Regions from separate parts of the Sus scrofa genome. Here region 2 is linked to region 1. Evidence: chromatin contacts called from public HiChIP or PLAC-seq data. All regions are on one chromosome and are shown on one strand. The core of a region is the stretch at or near the end of the contact, and the rest is flanking DNA. Distances in the headings are between cores, read along the strand shown.

Evidence for each region. HiChIP or PLAC-seq counts read pairs in DNA pulled down with a chosen protein or histone mark.
Region 2: an H3K27ac HiChIP or PLAC-seq map of alveolar macrophages shows a contact between it and region 1. The contact joins the promoter of TMEM217 here to the promoter of PPIL1 in region 1. A contact is called at or near these places in 3 of 47 Hi-C or Micro-C datasets (embryonic fibroblasts, liver and skeletal muscle) and 1 of 2 datasets of contacts at active chromatin or transcription factors (alveolar macrophages).

Annotation. Positions count from the first base shown.
Region 1 is chr7:32,543,187-32,550,356 of Sscrofa11.1, forward strand. It overlaps PPIL1 (peptidyl-prolyl cis-trans isomerase-like 1), which reads right to left and starts at 4,688. Exons shown (of 5, transcript XM_003128368.5): 1 at 4,587-4,688; 2 at 1,002-1,389. The coding sequence starts at 1,057. C7H6orf89 (bombesin receptor-activated protein C6orf89 homolog) reads left to right here and starts at 1,383. Exons shown (of 10, transcript XM_021098652.1): 1 at 1,383-1,516; 2 at 4,346-4,802.
Region 2 is chr7:32,834,754-32,841,923 of Sscrofa11.1, forward strand. TMEM217 (transmembrane protein 217) reads right to left here and starts at 4,362. Exons shown (of 2, transcript XM_001927644.5): 1 at 4,297-4,362. It overlaps TBC1D22B (TBC1 domain family member 22B), which reads left to right and starts at 4,425. Exons shown (of 13, transcript XM_003128372.4): 1 at 4,425-4,717. The coding sequence starts at 4,488.

The DNA of each region.
Region 1 (7,170 bases), core at 3,438-5,937:
AAAGAGGCAATGGAATGAATGGTGCTAAAGAACCCAACACTGGAGGTAAACAGACCAGACTCCAAATGAGGTTCCCCTACTTTCTAGCTACATGGGTTTAATCAAATCATTTACTCTGTATTTTATTTTTTATTTTTATTATTATTTTTTTGTCTTTTTTTTTTTTTTAGGGCCGCACCCGCTGGCATGTGAAGGTTCCCAGGCTAGGGGCCTAATCCGAGCTGCAGCCACTGGCCTAGGCCACAGCCACAGCAACGTGGGATCCGAGCTGCGTCTGCGACCTACACCACAGCTCACACCAACACCAGATCCTTAACCCACTGAGCAAGGCCCGGGATCGAACCAGAAACCTCATGGTTCCTAGTCAGATTCGTTTCCGCTGAGCCACGATGGGGACTCCCATTCACTCTTTAAATTACGGAATTTCTCCTGCTAAAAATGGAGAGACGGTGGAATGGCACCTACGTGATTTAAGTTACTCAGAGATTTAAACTAAATATGATGCTACACATCAGGGGCATGGGCCTAGGTGGTGCTCAATATAATCACTCTTTGATAGGAGTAAATAAATGTGCTTCTTCCGGTGTTCTCCTAATAATTTGTTTATACAATTGTTACTTACAACGTTAATATTTACACATGTGTCTCCTCACTACACTATAAGCTTCTAAAGGCCAGGCTGTGTGTGTCATCCACCTCTGATTCTCAGATCCTACGTCCCCGGCCTGTAGATTCAATACACGCGTGCTGAATGAATGGATAAAGGAACCGAGGGGTGGGAAGAGGGCAGTATTGCCGCTGTGGCTAAGATTCCAGCGTGAGTCGGTGCGGGGCTCCAACGCCGGCAGCCGCGGTTCCCACTCAGCCCTCAGGTGGTCCCCACAGCCGCGGCTCCCCGAGGAGGTCCGCCGCCAGATGGAGCGCGCCGAAACCGACCCCCGCGGCTAAGCTTGGGATCCGCGTCGCTTCCGCCAGCCCAGCCTCAGGGGCTGCACCCTCACCTGGTCTCCAAGTATACGTTGGGGGGCTGCCAGGAGTCTGGAGGGATAGCCGCCATAGTGAAGCTAGCGGAGTCCCGCCGTTGCAATCGCTACTTCCGGCGTCGACTCCCGGGAGACCCGAGGCTGCTGCACACACTTCCGGTTCCCGTGGTTCAGGTCTAGCGACGCCAAGATCTTCGGGGGCTTGAGACAAGGAAGGGGAAAGACCTCCACCTCCAAGGTCGGGAATCTGAGGTGCGATGTGAAAACAAACGGTCCGGCGCAGACGGAGAAAAGTGCAAGCTCTGTCAGAGATGGTCTCCAAGCGGAGAAACACCGCGCCACTCTCCGAACGCTCTGATTGGTTTGTTTAGGCGTGGAAGGAGTGAACACCAACAAATCTGCACTTCTGTGGGAATTAAATGCTCATCTTCAATTCGAAGAATTTCTTAGTCCCGCATTGAGCAGAGACGGAAAGAGCGGAAGTGAATGGAAGGGAATAGAGTTGAGAGATGCCAAAAACTAAAGCTTGTAAGGTGCTGTACGTTTACATAGCGCTTGAACATTATTATCTTACCTACTCCGCAAACAGTCTTTTATATATATATATATATATATATATATATATATTTTTTTTTTTTTTTTTTTTTTTTTTTTTGGTCTTTTTGCCTTTTCTAGGGCTGCTCCCGCGGCATATGGAGGTTCCCAGGCTAGGGGTCAAATCGGAGCTGTAGCTGCCGGCTTACACCCGAGCCACAGCATCGCCAGATCCAAACTGCGTCTGTGACTTATACCATAGCTCCCTGCAACACTGGATTCTTAACCCACTGAGCAAGGCCAGGGATTGAACCTGCAACCTCATGGTTCCTAGTTGGATTTGTTAACCACTGAGCCATGTCGGGAACTCCAACAGTCTTATAAAAAGTTATGTTGTTACTGCCATTTTCAGATCTGAAAACTGAGACTCAGCAGTAAATGACTTGTTAATTTGTCCATGACCATGCAGCAAATCAGAGCTTCTAGACTTCCAAAAGCAAAGCGCCTGGGGAGAGGGGAGAGGGCTGGGAAAAAAATGAGAGATAAGGAAAAGGAGAAAGAGGAGAATGAAGATCAAATAAATCAGGGCTAAAGCAAGGCCTAGAACAACCGTGTCTGAGATAGATGGTGCCCCAAGGTTGTAAGGAGGGTTCGCTCATGATCAAAGAGAAGCAAAGTAGAGGCAATTCCAGGAGGTTTAGAGGGAGGACAAGAAAGAAATGGGGTTAATAAACATATTGTAAATGTTTTGCACATCTCTTAATAATGATAGTTAAATGAATGCTTACTTTGTGCCAGGCGTCCACTTAAGCACTATTGTGTACTTTCCCATTGTTAAAAATCAAACACAAATGGAGCCCAGACTTGAAAATTCCCTGAGCAGACAAACTAGTCAGGTCATACAAATAAAATTTAATTTAGATTTCTTTCTTTCTTTCTTTCTTTTTTTAGGGCTGCATCCGTGGCATATGAAGGTTCCCAGGCTAGGGGTTGAATCAGAGCTGTAGCCGCTGGCCTACACCCCAGCCGTAGCAATGCCAGATCTGAGTCGCTCATGGCAATGCCATATACTTAACCCACTGAGCAAGGCCAGGGATCAAGCCTGCATCCTCATAGATCTTAGATTCCACTGAGCCGCAACAGGAACTCCTAGATGATTCTTAAAATAAGCAAAACTTAACTTGGGCCACTTCTTGTTCTTCTTTTCTCTGAAAATCATAAATGAAACTGTTCCCCAAAATTAATATGGGTAACCACTTTTTTTTCTTTTTAGGGCCGCCAGCATATGGAAGTTCCCAGGCTAGGGGTGGAGTTCTGCTGCTGGCCTACACCACTGGCACAACAATGCCAGATCAAAGCAGCGTCTGCAGCCTACACCACAGCTTGTGGCAACATCGGATTCTTAACCCACTGAAGGAGCCCAGAGGTCAAACCCACAACCTCATGGATAGGAGTTGGGTTCTTAACCTGCTGAGCCACAATGGGAACTCTGAGGTAACCACTTTTAACCCATTTTCTATCACTAAGAAAACTCTAATACTATAAACCAATCACTGTGAAGAATAGGCACTGCCTCCTTACTTTATGAGCTGCTTTATAAAAATATACCTTTGAGGATTGACCAAATTTTTCCCAGGCCAGGAATTAACCCAAGCCACAGCAGATACCTGAGCCACAGCAGAGACAACACCAGATCCTTAACCACTAAGCCACCAGGGAACTCCCTAAATGCCCTTTATTGAAAAGGAAATTATAGACTTTTACAGAAACATCATTTTTCAAGCTGGAAACATGAAGGTCATTCTTTATCTCTCTGCTCCCTTCAAGCGACACATTATCAAGACCCATCAATTCTTTTTTTCCAAACATCTCCAAATTGTATCCCTTCGTTCCCATTCCCACTGCTGTTTCATACCTTTAACACCAGGATTATTTCAAGAGCCCTTTTCCTGCATTCTCTGCTTTTTGGCTTTCCCCCACTAATCTATCACACACACACACAATCACAAAAACTTTCCTCCCAAAACGCTACAAGATATTGCCACAAAGTATTAGATGTTTTCCCTTTGCTTGTTAAAGTCCCAAATCACTTGGTCTGAACTTGAAGGACCTTCACCATTGACCCCTGACTTCTCCAGCTGGATTTCCTATTTTATTATCCAAGCCTTAAATGTGGCAACAGTCTTCTCACTTCCAGACCTCTGCCCAAGATGGCCTTTCTCCTTGTAATGCTTTCCCAAACCTTGTCCATGCCCTTGTTCCAGCTTCTTCAGAAAACCTCTCCACTCTACAGTAGACTCTCTCCCCTTCTCTCTTCTTGGTCTTTAATTTGGTGTCCCCTTCCATCATTGTCTAACTGCTTGTGTCAAATTTTGTTCTCACCCAGTAGACTGTTAACAGCTCTAACATGTTAGAACTTGGCCTCTTCCAGTTCAGTTCAGCATTCACATAGAGCCTATTCCAGACCAGAACCTGAACAAAGGGAACTTCCAGTGTAATCTTGAGCAATTTAACCTTTCCATAAACCTCAGCTGGTTGGTATGAGGGTAAATGAGAATTGCTGAAGTGGTTTCATGATATAAAGTCTTTTTTTTTCCCCCCCTTTTTGGCCAGACCTCTGGCATATGGAAGTTCCTGGGCCAGAGATCGACCTGCACCACAGCAGCAATCGGAGTAGCTGCAGTGACAATGCTGGCTCCTTAACCCGCTGAGCCACAAGGGAACCTCTAAAAACCTCTGTAACGTCTGGCACAGAGTACATTCTCAATAAACATTATGAGTGGGCCATATGTACATGTGAGCGATTTATTTGCTTGTCTTTCTTTTAGGTCACAAGAGTAAGGGCCTGCTCACCATTTACGTATCCTTCCCAATCCCACCTCTTAATGCCTAACACGGTGCCAGGCAGGTAGTAAGAGGATCAGCAAATACCCATTGAATGAATCAGTTGAGCTATGAAGTGTGTGTTAGCGAAGGAAAGGCCCTAGCAAGGACTGAAAAGGACCGAATTCAGAGGAAGGACCGAATTCAGAGGAAGAACCGGACGCCAGGGGGAGCAAGAAGGCGTACTTGCCAGACGTCGCGGGAGTTCCCGTGCACTCCGAGGCTTCGCGCGTTTAGCTTCTGGCGGAAGGGCGGGGCAGGAAAAAGGACCGCAGCCTCGGCGCTGGCGTGGGAATTGCTTCCGGGTTACGCGCCCGGAATCAGGAAGTTGTCGGCTTCTTCACGCCCGGCGGCTTGCTGTCTCCGAGGCGGGAGGAGCCCGAGGGGGCACGGTCCCCGCATGTGAGTGACTGGGGCCCGAGGCCGGGAGGGGGAGGCAGCTCCGTGACAGCCTCGCCGCTGCATCCGTGTATAACATCCCCGTGCAGCCCACCCTTCGCAGCCAGTGCTATTCTTGTGTAGTGAATGGCATTCCCCTTTTCTGATCCTCTGGCGTTTTGCAGACTGACAGCATACCCTACCAACCCCCCCCCACCCCCACCCCGGGTCGACTCCTTTTTTAACGTGGCTCTGCCGAGGAGAGCAAAGCAGGTTCGACTGTGATTAAATTTGTTTCGCAGGCCTCACGGCAGTTTCCAACACAACAATGCTAGCGAAGTCTAGATTTTGCTGCCTTTTTGAAAATTTTCTAATTAAAAAAAATATAATGCGAGTAAATCCCTCGCCTTCCATCCGAAACATCTTTTTCTTTCTTTCTTTGGTCTTTTTAGGGCTGCCCCTGCACCGTATAGAATTTCCCAGGCTAGGGGTCGAATCGGAGCCGCAGCTGCCAGCCTACACAACAGCCACAAAAATGCGGGATCCCAGCCGCGTCTGAGACCTACATGGCAGCTCACTGTGACGCTGGATCCTTAACCCGCTAAGTGAGGCCGGGAATCGAACCGGTCCTCACGGATACTAGTCAGGTTCGTTACCCCTGAGCCACAACGGGAATTCCTAAAACATCTTTTTCTAATAATTGTTAGGAAAGGATTTTTTTTTTTTAATGTGGACTTGGTACATATATGATAAACATAGCATCTCGGATTTCAGGAAGAAATATAACTTATTGACCCAAGTAAATGAGCTGTTAATAATCACCTTTTAGAACAAGGAGATTCGCCTGCCTCATGTTACTTAGTGTTTTAAGACCACTAAGCCTGCAGGCCACACTTTTTCTAGCCTACACAGTTTTGGTATTGGCTAGTGTATTTTAAAGTATTTGGCCATCTCCTTATAATAGGGACTATTCCCAGATACTTACTATTCTCATGTTTTCTGTTTGCTCAATTTGATTGTTCCCATGGTGGAATCTTTATGGACATCTCTCCCTTAACTTTGCTACATTGACGTTTTGACTGATATTTACATCGGCCACCTTGAGTACTATAGGCCCTATTTTTTATTATTTTTCTGCTTTGGACCAAAACAATTTTGGGGACCCAGTTGAATCCATGTTCTTCCACAGCTGTTCTAAAACTCCCACCAAAAAAATGTCCAAGTGTGAAGGTCCTAACCAGTTCACGTAAACTCTTATTAGCTTGATGTTATTTTTTTAAATAATAATAAGAAATAAAATAAATAAACCATTAGTTACATTAAATTCATTTGGGAACAGAATGATCATTTTAGGTCCTTTCTATAAGTTTGTTCAACAGACATTGATAAGATTTCATGTCTCTGAGGTGAATTTCCATGTCTGTTATTAGGTTGTATGTATTATTTTCTCCACTTATCTCCGCTTTCAAGAAACAGTTTAGGGAGTTCCCGTTGTGGCGCAGTGGAAATGAATCTGATTAGGAACCATGAGGTTTCAGGTTCGATCCCTGGCCTCACTCCTTGGGTTAAAGATCTGGAGTTGCCGTAAGCTGTGGAGTAGGTCGCAGATCCTGTGTTGCTGTAGCTCCGATTTGACCCCTAGCCTGGAAACCTCCATATGCCTCCGGTGTGAGCTTAAAAAGCAAAAAAAAAAAAGGGAAAGAAAGAAACAATTTAGTATGAGAGGGAAACAAAATATCTGTAATACAAAGTGATAGAGTTGTGTTTAAGGTTCAAAGGGCAGAATCAAGTTCGGACTAGAGTTTACTCATTGGGCAAGACACTGGGAGCTAGGTTTTGCAGGCCAAGGAAATGGGTAAAAAAACCAAAGTGATATGAAATAGTATGGCAATGAAGAATGGGAGAGAGGAATGGGAAATGAGACTGAACAGGTAGGCAGTAACCAGATCATAAAGGGCCATGCTAAGTAATTTGGATTTCATCTTATAACAACTATTAAGCAATTAATTTGGGTATTGAGACAAATGTTTTAGATATTACCAATTTATAATCTCTTAACAACATTGTTGGAAGGACACAGTTGTCCTCATTTTATAAATGAAAACTCTGAGGCTTAGAGAGTTTAAACAGTGTCTCTGTTTAATAGATGGAGAATCTAGCATTCACATCCAGCTTTTTCTAACTCCAGTGCCTATGTTCTTAGCCACCATGCTAAATTGTTCCCCAGCATTATATGAGAAGTCAAGGAAGGGGCTTAAAACAGATGAGCAATGTGAACCAATTTGTGTTTTAGAAAAATAACTTGTAGGGGGTGGATCAGACAGGAGATGGAGGATTGGAAGTATAGTGATTAAATATCTCTCTGTGATGGTCTTTGGGAGAGATGGTGAGG
Region 2 (7,170 bases), core at 3,112-5,611, 290 kb after region 1:
GGGAGCCCCAATTCTTCCCCATCAACATCAAAATGAGAGCTGTGTAACCTGAGGCCTGCCCTCGGCTTGTACCAAACAGGCAGGCTTTCATCCTGACCAGAAGCCCACCTTCGGCTTGTACCATTCAGGTGAGTTCCCTTCTTTGGTTAGGAACCTGCCTTCAGGGTTTTTTTTTGCCATCAGGCAAGGTCCTTGTTTTGAGTCCCTGCATTTTCTCGGCTCCCCACATGGACCAACACACAGCAGTGCATTATGAGGGCTGCTTTCTGCTCTTCTTCCTTTAGTCCTTCCACTCAGCACAGGGTCCACTCCACTCCTACGGGGAGGTTAAAGTCTGCTAGCTATCTCCTTGTAACTAAGTCCAAAGGCCTTTTTCTTGATTTTTATCTCTCCCTGGAGCTGCTGCTCTGAAAGGACCTCCCTATGGTCCTTCAGGTCTTTCTCATTCCTTTCCTGCATGTCTCCACTCAGGGTTTATCTCTTCCATAGAGCTTTAGCTAAGGACTGGGATACGCCCACCTCTTTTGAGTCCACAGTCAACCCAGACACAACTCATTCCCTTTGCTCCACACTCTGCTCCAATCTAAGCTGTTTCACGCTCCTTCGAGGATTCAGTCAAAGAGAGAAAAGTTAAAAACTTGCTGGCAGATAGATGACACTGGGATCCTTCTACTTCAGTTTCAAAATAATCAAACGTTTGATGGAAGTTCCGGGTGTGGGTCAATGGTAACCAACCCAACGAGTATCCATGAATGCAGTTTCCATCTGAGCCTTGCTCGGTGGAAGAAGGATCCAGCATTGCCATGAGCTGTTGTGCAGGTCACAGATAAGGCTCAGATCTGGCGTGGCTGTAGCTGTGGCTGAGGCTGGCAGCTGCAGCTCCGATGTGACCCCTAGCCTGGGAAATTCCATGTGCCTCAGCTGCAGCCCTAAAAAGGCAAAAATGAAAAAATTTAAAAAGTGCTTCAAAGGAGTTCTCGCCTTGGCTCAGCAGAAAAGAATCTGACTAGGAACCATGAGATTTGCGGGTTCAATCCCTGGCCTCGCTCAGTGGGTTAAGGATCTGGCATTGCCATGAGCTGTGGTGTAGGTCAGAGATGTGGCTCGGATCCTGTGTTGCTGTGGCTGTGGCGTAGGCTGGCAGCTGCAGCTCTGATTTGACCCCTAGCTTGAGAACCTCTATATACCGTGGGTGTGGCCCTAAAAAAAAGAAGAAAAAAAAAAGTGCCCCAAGGACCCCTTGGGAACCTCAAACCAAAGATTTTTTTTTTTTGGTCTTTTTAGGGCCACACTGCAGCACAGGAATTTCCCAGGCAAGCTGTAGCAGCCAGCCTACACCACGGCCACAGAGATGCCAGATCCGAGCTGTGTCTATGACCTACACCACAGCTCACAGCAATCCCAGATCCCTGACCCACTGAGCAAGGCCAGGGATACTAGCTGGGTTCATTACTGCTGAGCCACAACAGGAACTCCAACAAAGACTATTTTAAAAAGTTATCACCAGACAACTAAAAAAAATTTTTTTGGCCATGCCTATAGAATGTGGAAGTCCCTGGGGCTGGGGATCAAACCTTTGTCACAGCAGCGACTTAAGCCACTATAGTGACAATGCCAGATCCTTAACTTGCTATGCCACGAGAGAACTCCTAGACTCTTTTTTTTTTTTTAATCTTGGATGGGAAACTGGCTTAGGAGTAGAAAATAAAGAGTAGGAATATTAACAGCTTCTCTGGGTTGAACAGTGTTAACAGTATCCCCTGGGAATCTGTGTTATTTAACATTTCATAAATGATTAAGAAAAAGGAATACTTTGAGACATTTTTAGGTATAACAGATTACACTCTGCTTTCCACATAGTGAAATGTCAAGTCAATAGGGAGCATCTTCTGGAACATTTCTAAAGTTATGTGAGGAGGCTAGAAAGTCACAGGTGATTTGCCATGTGGACACATGTAAGGCAGCTCACACAGAGGGGACAATTCAGGTGACACCTTTAAGACAATGAACTCTGAACTGCCAGCTTCCACTGAGGAAAGGGATCAGAAGTTGCTGTAGATGATCCCTTCAAGATATCAGCTCCTCAGTGTTCCTGTTGTGGCTCAGTGGTTAATGAATCCGACTAGGAACCATGAGGTGGCGGGTTCGATCCCTGGCCTTGCTCAGTGGGTTAAGAATCCGGCGTTGCTGTGAGCTGTTGTGTAGGTCATAGACGTGGTTCGGATCCCGAGTTGCTGTGGCTCTGCTGTAGGCCAGTGGCTACAGCTCTGATTTGACCCCTAGCCTGGGAAACTCCACATGCCATGGCAGCAGCCCAAGAAATGGCAAAAAGGAAAAAAAAAAAAGAAAAAAGAAAAAGAAAAAAGACATCAGCTCCTGTAAAATCCAAAGTGCCAGCAAAAGTTCTGGTGGTCCAGAAGGAAGACAAAACACCAACTTCAACGCAAACCTAAGGAAATGCCTTTTGGAGCTCAGTATGCAATGCTAGACACTGCATCATAAGAAAAAGAGCCAAAGAAAGGCAGCTATAATGATTAAAAGGATAGAGGGGATTTTGTGTGATGGAGTAAATACCCATAAGGGTGACTCTGAGACAAGATAGGATGAAAATCAATGAAAACATGGGAAATTCAGAGCAAATTAAAATAGCCCTTTTTATATTGTGAAATTAGGGGACAAAAGAAGCTTGAAAATGGGCTTATGTCTATGTAGAAGTAGACCGTTAGAGGGCATATAAAAGAAGTTCCTTTAGACCTCCCAATATGATGTAGGACTGTGCTAGTACCAAGAGTGGAGAACATCAGCCTATCTCAACAGACCTTTGAGATAAAAAAAAAAAAAACTATCTGGACTAGGGTGTCCTCCCTGTCCCCTCTACCCTCCCCCCATCACTGTGGCATACAACCACAGAAACTCAAAAGAGCAAAAACACCAACAAGATATGCGATAAAGAATTCAAAATGCTAGGAGTTCCTGTCGTGGCTCAGCGGAAATGAATCCTACTAGGAACCATGAGGTTGTGGGTTTGATCCCTGGCCTTGCTCAGTGGGTTAAGGATCTGGCATTGCAGTGAACTGTGGTGTAGGTTGCAGACGTAGCTTGGATCCCACATTGCTATGGCTGTGGTACTGGCCAGAGGCTACAGCTCTGATTAGATCCCTAGCCTGGGAACCTCCATATGCCGTGGGTGTGGCCCTAAAAGGACAAAAATAAATAAATAAATTTAATTAAAGAATTCAAAATGCTAATATTAAATCTCATTCTGAGGATTTCCTGTGTGGCTCAGTGGGTTGAGTGGGTTGAATTCAGCCACTGTCACTGAAGTGTCTCTGGTCACTGCAGTGGCACTTTCCTGGCCTGGGAACTTCTGCATGCCATGGATGCTGCCAAAAAGAACCAAAACAAAACAAAACAAAAAACAAACTCTCATTCTGAGCCAAAAGTAGATTGAAAGTAAGGTCAAGGGTGAAAGATTTATAATGGATTAATAAGAGAAAATAAGGATGTTTCGGAGGTACATTATCTTTTTTTTTCTTTTTTTGCATCCTGCGGCATATGGAGCTCCTGGTCCAAGGATCAGATCCAAGCCGCAGTTGTGAGCTACACAGCAGCTGTGACAATGCTGGATCCTTAACTCACTGGGCCAGGTGAGGGATTGAACCTGCATCCCAGCGCTCCAGCTGCTGATCCTGTGGCACTACAGCAGGAGTGGGAACTCCGTTTGGGGGTACATTCTTAATATTTGTGATTCATGCCTTGGGGATGTGCTTTGTCCTCTCAGGAAATGTTACTTGGTATTCTGAATTGGATGGATAAAATAAGAATATTTCCTAAACAGTTTGTCAGCATCTGGATTCTCATGGTCAGAAAGTGGCAGTTATTGGTTGAAACAGAGGTTTGATCATTTGAATTTCATCCACAGCACAAGTCCTTTAATAGTGATCAATTACCTTAGGAGAGAGAGGCTCTTTTGAACCAACCGTTACTCATGTGTTGAACAGTTGGCAGCTCTGAGCCATCAGATCAGTATTGATCTTCCTCCATAGTTTACAAAATATCAGGGTACCAAGGCAACCGGGACGGGGAAAGTAATAACCAGAGTGTTGTTGAGTTGGGAGACGTTAAAAATGGGCTGCAACCCACTCGTGTGCCCTTATTTTTAGGTCAAGGATGTATGTATGTTCATATAATATGCTCTCTCTTTCTCCAAAATACTACACTCAGGAACCTCATTACTGCCCCCTCCCCCAAAGAAAACAGAACCCTCTCCTCCTTCCCGTAGGTCTCTTTCTTTACCTGCTTCTTCCCCAGCTTGGGTTAAGAACTTTCGGCCCCGCCTCCCTGTTCGTCCAAGCTCCGCCTTCCCGGTTCACCTGTGTGCCCCGCCCCTGACGTTACAGTTCGGCATCAGCGGCGTGCAGGATTCCAGCTCCCGATTGGCTCATCTGACCACGGCCAGCGCAGCCCACCAATGGCAGCGGCACTGGATGGGGGGTGGTGGTGCCCACATCCAAGATGGCGCTCCCGGGAGCTGGGAGCGGGTGACCGGCGGCTGGGAAGCGGCCTGGGCTGGCCCTGCGATTGCGGGGTCTTGGGGGCATCTGCTGGGTAGCACCCCCACCCCCCCGGCCCACCTACAAGGCCTTCCCCGGGCTGGAGCAATGGCCGCCGAGAACAGCAAGCAGTTTTGGAAGAGAAGCGCCAAGCTGCCGGGGAGGTGAGCCCAGGACGCTGAAAGGAAGAGGGGATTGGACCAAACCCTTCCAGATCCTAAACCCTAAATCCCGCGGGCCTGGGGTGCCACCGACCCCAGAAGGCTGGTTTGGGGGACCTGGGAGAAGGAAGTTGGGGCTGCCTGGTGGCGGCAAGACAGCTGTCAGGCAAAGGAGCCGGCAGCGAGCTTTGGAGATGGCTGGGTGTGGGAGCAGACCCGGGTCTGGGGGCGTAGGGCTTTGGAGGGGCTGCCCTCAGCCGGGAGGGGGCCGGTGGCTGGAGTTCTGGCATAAGGGACAGTGGAGTTGGGTGAGTAACTAGTGTCGGTCCTGGGTTCGGAAAGCCACCACAAGAGCTGCTTCTCACTTTAAACAGAACTCCTTCTTGGGGGGGTGGTCTCCACCTCGCACAGGTGGTTGTTTGCTCGTGGGTGGCCCCTTCCCTTGCTCCCCCAGCTCTGCACGTATGAATTTTTCTTCTAGACTCCTAAGAGGTTCTGATGAGAGCTTGGGACCGTCTGTAGGGGGACAAGAAAAGTGAGGAAAATTCTTAAGCACGACCTCACTTTATCCAGAGTTGGCTCTTTCCCATTGGGAATAATTACAGGGTGACCTAGAATCGAGATTATTTCTTTAGCATTTTATAAGGGTTTGTTCAAACTCAAGTAACCTTTTCCCCTCTGCCTGGTAGTGTACTTCTTGTGCAAATGCACTAAATTCTTTAAAGTTGTTTAGTTGGAGAGCAGACTTTTAAGTTACTCTCCACTCCCACCCCGACCCCCTTTTAGGCGTTTCTTGAGACTCTTAGCAACTCTACATTCATCAGTCTGTTGTTGGTTTAGTTTCAATTTGTTTGCAGTCCTGAGAAGTAAAAGGAGTGTATGTTTCAAATCTTAAATTTAAGATTTTTGCTATTCACAGTCCACTTGATGATGAAATTCATGTTTAGTTGTGCCCCCACGTGCTACCCTTTCTAATTGATTCAGGGATAGTAATCTTTTAAACCTGTGGCTTGTTTGTTTAATAGCAAGAGAGAAATGAGGGTCATTGGTGGCTATATGGCAGTCTTATTTCTGTTAGGATGCTGTTAAACATATGGGAATCAGCTTTTAGTAATTTAGTAAAAATAGTGCAAGGGAATGCAGAAATAGCTTCAGATTAAAGTGTTGTGGAATCACAGTGTTAATAGGAATGCTGAAGACCTCTATGTTTTTAGACAGGCACCGCTTCCTGCCAACTGATTCCTTTTCCTTCCTGGTCTAGGGAGCTCTCCAGTCTTGCTAACTGCTGTTCTCTGGGGTTTTCCATGGTGAGATCATTAAATTTTGAAGGTCTGCAGGGGTTATAATCAGAATCTATGGGAAAACTGTTAAATCAGGAAGTGGGGTTTAAGAGGTGGGACAAAACCTGATCTTTTGTGCCTACTGACTGCTGTGAGTTCATTTGAGTTTGAGTTTTAATACTTTTTTTTTTTCAGAGCCACACCCATGGCATGTGGAGGTTCCCAGGCTAGGAGTTTAATCAGAGCTACAGCTGCCAGCCTACGCCACAGCCACAGCAACACAGGATCCGAGCCGCCTCTGCGACCTACACCACAGCTCATGGCAACACTGGATCCTTAACCCACTGAGCAAGGCCAGGGATCGAACCCACAACCTCATAGTTCCTAGTCGGATTTGTTTTTTTTATTTTTTATTTTATTTTTGTCTTTTTGCTATTACTTTGGGCCGCTCCCACGGCATATGGAGGTTCCCAGGCTAGGGGTCCAATCGGAGCTGTAGCCACAGGCCTACACCAGAGCCACAGCAACGCGGGATCCGAGCCGCGTCTGCAACCTACACCACAGCTCATGGCAACGCCAGATCCTTAACCCACTGAGCAAGGGCAGGGGCCGAACCCTCAACCTCATGGTTCCTAGTCGGATTCGTTAACCACTGCGCCACGACGGGAACTCCCCTAGTCGGATTTGTTTCCGCTGCGCCACGACAGGAACTCCTCAGTATTAACAATTTTTGTTTTTTATGTTTCCTTTTTTGGACTGTAGGAACAGTCAACTTTTTGCAAAGCAGTACTTTTGTGAGATGGGGAGAGAAATCTTTGCAGTTTCCTCAAGTTTCTGGCTTCCTTTTTCATTTTGAAGAGGAATATTGAAGGAAAGGAGAGAACATTTGAGTTCAGAAAGACATTATTGGACAGTTATCTGTATGATCAAGGACAGCCGATTTAATCTCTTTAGGCCTCAGTCTCCTTATCTGTGAAATAAGGGTAAAAATACTTTCCTCAAGGTCCCTGTGAGAACTGAATTAAACATCCTATTTGTGAAGAACCTAGGACAGTGTTTATTTAGCACATTAGAACTGCTCAGTATATTCTAGTTATTAGTATTACTGTTATTATTATAGAAAGTAAACATTGAAAAGAACACTTCTCTGATCTTACTCCAGTACTATATTAACGT